Regions from separate parts of the Capsicum annuum genome. Here region 1 is linked to region 2. A link is a contact called in public Hi-C data. All regions are on one chromosome and are shown on one strand. Each heading gives the region's core, a stretch centred on a gene start, on an enhancer-like site or on the middle of the called end of the contact. The rest is flanking DNA. Distances are from core to core; before and after follow the strand shown. Region 1 holds the start of LOC107871320 (U11/U12 small nuclear ribonucleoprotein 48 kDa protein). Region 2 has its middle 50 kb from the start of LOC107872694.

The links. A called contact is a pair of places that touch in the nucleus more often than the background predicts.
Region 1: a Hi-C map of placenta shows a contact between it and region 2, with 4 times the contacts expected there. The contact joins the promoter of LOC107871320 here to the enhancer-like site in region 2. A contact is called at or near these places in 2 of 5 Hi-C or Micro-C datasets (leaf and placenta).

What each region holds. Positions count from the first base shown.
Region 1 is chr12:160,197,890-160,200,589 of UCD10Xv1.1, forward strand. LOC107871320 (U11/U12 small nuclear ribonucleoprotein 48 kDa protein) reads left to right here and starts at 1,413. Exons shown (of 5, transcript XM_016718215.2): 1 at 1,413-2,700. The coding sequence starts at 1,574.
Region 2 is chr12:159,902,398-159,905,097 of UCD10Xv1.1, forward strand. No RefSeq gene overlaps it. Among protein-coding and RNA genes, the nearest start is that of LOC107872694, 50 kb to the right of the region's middle. Within about 2 kb of position 1,359, at least 1 of the 5 cell types and tissues checked has an H3K27ac peak or open chromatin away from gene starts, as enhancers often do.

The sequences.
Region 1 (2,700 bases), core at 163-2,662, 300 kb after region 2:
TCATATATGTACACTATATGGTAACAAATATGTCTTTTCATGAATCATTTATTTAAAATTAAATATTCGAGAAAAAATTTACAAGTTTGTCAAAATATAATCTTGTAACGTGATTCATCTGTTATTTGTTATCATTAATAAAAAAATAAAAAGTTATATATTCTCAGGTCATCATCATCAATGATATTTTCAAATATATTTAAAGAAGATGAGTGAAAATAAAATAATAATATATAAATCATAAAACTAAATAAAAAGTTATGATGTAAATATGAAATATAAAATTTTAAAATCAAACCTGTAAGATATGTTAATTAATTAATAAGGGATATATATATACATACATACATACATCTCTGTATGTGTGTGCGCGCGTGTGTGATAGGGATATTTTTGTCATGAAAAAATAATTTCCTGCTTCTGTTTTTTTTTTGAAAAGAAGAAATTTTCTGCTTCTTCCTTGAAATAGAAAAATTCCTCCTCCTACTTTTTAAAAGTATTTTTATAATTTTACCAAACACCCTTCTTTAAAAAAAAAAAATAAAAAATTCTCAAAATAAGTATTTTTTTTTTTTGGAGAACAACCAATCCCAAACAGGCACTAAAAGTGATTCTCAAATAAGAAGTTTTCTAACAACAATTCCAAACGAACCATACCCATGAGATACTTGAACATAAAATTCTTTGGGGTATAAATTATTTACATATGAAGATAAAATTATTTATGTTGATAAATTATATGTTCACAAAATTTAAGAAAGTAATTTCAAAAATTAAATTATTTAGTTTGCTGTAATTTCAATTTAAATATATAAAATTATATATACAAATAATTGCATTTGAATTGAGATAAAATGGGGGACGCGGGGGTGGGGGGTGGGGGGGGGGGGTGCTTAAAGGTTAAGAAAATTGAGGGGACGAGGGAGGAGTTGTGGAGATGGAATTTTTTTTTCTTTTAAATATTTCATTGAAAAATAATATGATAGCTATTTTTTTTTTGAGAGAAGTATCTATTACCACTAAACTTGTCACGTATTATTCAGGTGTACCATGAATAAAACGTGACAAATTCAGGTGCATCATGAATAAAACGTGATAAATTCAGAGATAGTAGATATATATATATATATATATATATATATATATATATATATATATATATATATATATTTTAAAGATAATACGATTTAACATGCTCAATTATAAATAGCATTTTAATATTATCCATAGCGCACAAATACGTATACTAATTTATTATAAATTGATAATTTTATATCAAACATATGAATAATTTTAATACCATTCGAAATTTATGAATATAAATTATATTTTATGACTTAAAAAAAAATGTTTTTCAAAAATTATTGCCAAACACATATTGAAACGTCAAAATTATTTAACTAAAACATAACTTATCAAAAACATTAAAAAATCTATCACCAAACGCGAGATTAAAATAAATGGCTCACTTTTGTTTAATTTTGGTTATATTTTCTCCGGTCTCTCTTCCCTCACGGTTACACCGCCGTCAAAACTCGCAAATCAAAATCTCGGCAGAACATTATAAGAAGGAATGACTCTATTCCCCCCCCCTCCTCCGCCACTACCACTGCCACCTTCCTCCGCCTTTCTACCGCCACCACCTCCTTACTATCACCACCCTACTTCCACCGGTACTCCGACATATGAAGTTTCTACCGCTCTCTCATCACTTACATCTCTCCTCAACCGCTCTTCAACTACTTTCAACTCTGTCTCCTCTCTTCTTCCTATTATACCAGTTCCTCCTTCTCCCTCCCCATCTCTATATCCATGCCCTTTCAATCCCAACCATCGTCTTCCCCTTTCTTCCCTCTTCTCTCACTCTCTTCGTTGCCCACCCATACCCATTTCCTCCGATCACATTCAAACCCTAATTCAAAACCTCAAATACCCCCACACCCTTCATTCATCCAACTCCTTTACCTTACCTTTGCGGGAATCACAATCTGATCTTTGCTTCTCTCTTGAAGCCTACTTGGATTTTGAAAATCCCACTTTCTTCTATTCTAATTGTCCTGGTGTTGTTTCTTTTCCTATAAAGGGAGAAAATGCAACTCCTCCAATGCTTACTCTTCCTGCTGTTTTATCTTCGGAATGTGCTAGTTCTGGTGGAAATTCGATGGTCTTTCCGAGAGAAATAATCCAGCTTCTTCCATCGGAGGTATATGCAATTAGAAATGAGACTGATTGTTGGAATGAGTTTCCTTGTATGTATTCCTATCGTATTCTTCGTGCAATTTTAGGATTAGCAATGAGTCGTGTGGAGTGTTTATCTGCATGGGTAGTTGTTAATTCAGCTAGGTATTATAATGTTGTGCTTGATTTAGCAATGAGAGATCATATACTTGTATTATTTAAGCTTTGTTTGAAAGCTATTGTTAGGGAATCTATTGATTTATCCAGTACATTTTGCAACGGAGAAGATGAGGAATCAAGTTTGAGTAACCGGAGTTTTAAGTGTCCCATCTTAGTTCAAGTCTTGGTGTGGTTGGGAACTCAACTTTCTGTTTTATATGGAGAAATGACTGGGAAATCCTTTGCTATCAACATCCTAAGGCAATGTATCTGTGATTCTGCGTTTAGTTTTTCTATGTTCAATGAATCTACTGCCATGAGAAGGGGGGATGACAACCTTCAAGAGCAACAGGAAAGTGGTGA
Region 2 (2,700 bases), core at 109-2,608:
TAACTTGACGTTTTACATGAGACTCACTTAAATTGTGAAACAAGTATCTTTTAAAGTAATTTTACTATATCACTTTTAATTAGTTGTTGTAAGTCATTTAAGATATGTATGCATCGCTGCTTCAATCGTGATTTTATTATATTGCCCATAATTAATTATTATGGCTATTTAAGCATTCTGCCACTTAAATTAAAATACAAAAATATTATAAAAAAAATAATTTGAAAACTTAAATTATTTCAAAAATATGATTGACTATCAATGCTACAAAAGTTTGGACAATGAGAGTAACATATATTATTTAAAAGTTACATAAAAAGTATTATAAATTACAACGGTTAACAACTTAGAATATTTTTAAAAAATTTAATCTATTCTGTATTTCAAAAAAATAATATTATAAATCACAATAACTAACAACTTAACAAAATTAAAAGATATAAAATATTTGGTTGATTCTTTAAATTATATCAATCTCACTTTAATTGAAATAGAAGAAAATTATAATAAATCACAATAATTAAAAATTTAAATTATTTTAAAATATAATTGACTATGAATGGCACAAAAAGACATATTTGTTTCGCTGTTTCAATTGTGATTTTATTATATTATGGTCATCTAAGCATTAAAAAATTAATAATATTTCATAAAAAGGGTAAAATGGGAACAAAATGATATGTCAACATAAAAAAATTGATTAACTATCAAAATTATATTAGTGACACATAAATTGAGATGAAACGGAGGAACACATAAGGTGACATATATCATTTAAAAATGAAATAAAAGCATTGCAAATTATAATAATTAAAATATATATATATATATATATATATATATATATATATTGATTGACTGTCAAAATTTTATCTGTGACGAAAAAAGTATTCTTATTTTATTGATAAATTATGTAAAAAATATTATAAATCATATAATTAACAACATATAAAATTAATAAGATACAAAAAATTTAGATGACTCCAAATTATATTAGTCAATTAAATTGAAATAGAAAAAATATTATAAATAATAAAAATTAAAAATTTAAATTATATTAATAATTAATTCTCTAAAATTTATTTTTATCACATAAATTGAAATAATATATATTGAGCCTGTCTAGTACTCTATCTCAAAAGGCATGAGAAAATGGAAAAGTGATCCTCCTTCCATTATAAACAGAATGTTTTTTTTTTTTTTAGTAATTTTTAAATTTTAACTGGGTTGTTTAAGATTATTATATCAATGAATATTTGATATATTTTAATTCAAGTTAAAATAGTTCAAACGAATTAAATGAGAAGGATATATTTTAGCAAGTTTCGCGGCAAGATTTGGATCTTAACTCAAAGTTCTACCCACGTGTCAGCTAATATATACTCTCATATGCGCCAACAGGGTATTGACATGTACACACGTGGAGGGTCATGGTAAATGGAAAAAAATGTCAACTGGTACTTTTTGGACGAATGCTCGTATACGAAAATTTTTATCGTGAGTGAGATAAGTCATGTAATAGTTATATGTGTTATAAATATATTTACATTATACTGATTATTTATCAAGATTTATCAAGATATATTTTGATATCTATTAGAATTTGAAGCATTCATTTTTTATTCAAATTAGGAATAAATTTTTCCTATAAATAGAGGTGGTTTGTTCATTGTATTTACATTCATATGATCTCTCATCCCTTAAGAGAAGAACATCCCTTAAGAGAAAAATAAGAATTACTCTCTCTATTCTCTCTACTCTTCTTCTTTAGTCTTTGTTATTTTATAACACGTTATCAGCACGAGACTCTGTCAAATAAGGTGAGATTATAAATCTAAAGGTCAAAGGTTAGTAATTCCTTATGTTATTTGTATTTTTCTATTAGTGATATAATTATTGTAATATTTGAGGAAAATAATTCGTTTGGAACCATTTATATTTTAAATTGATTCATCAAAAACAATATTATCAAAAAAGATGATAATATGTTGGGTTTTCAGTCCCATCGATTCATGCCTAAGACGCCTTTATATGGATCAAATATTGAGTTTGAATCTCAATACACCATATTGATGATATTGTGATGGCTAAGGTAAAATAATAGGTGTTTGATGAAAAGTTTGAAATTCGACCAATTGAATATGCTCCATTCCATGAAGTGAATGTTGTAACAATATATGATAAGTTTGAAATATGATAACTTACTTCATTCTTGAGGTGTATGTGGTAGCAGTGCATAATATGTCTTAAAGAAGGCAGGTGATTGAATGCACGAATATACGCGTGGAGGGACAATATGATAATGATCATCAAAAGTGATGATATTTTCACACGCTTATATGATTATAAGATATGCTAGAGAAAAATTCTCTACATTATATGTATGCCTCGATTTGCTTCTAAAGTAGCAAAATCTTGAAAGAGGTTATAAGCTATCATAATTTGATAGGTTTAAGTAACGATTATATTCCATTCCTGGGGAATGAGAAACTTATTAATGCAAACGTGCATTTGATTATGATTGTATCACAACTCACCTCCAAAAGAGATTGAATAATTTTAAAATCTACTTCTAAAGTAGTAAATCTGAAATTTATTCATGTAATAATAAATCTGAAATTTACTAAAGAAAAAGTACATGTCATGGTAAACTTGGAGTTTACTAGAATAAAAGTTCATAAATTGATATGAATGATTGTG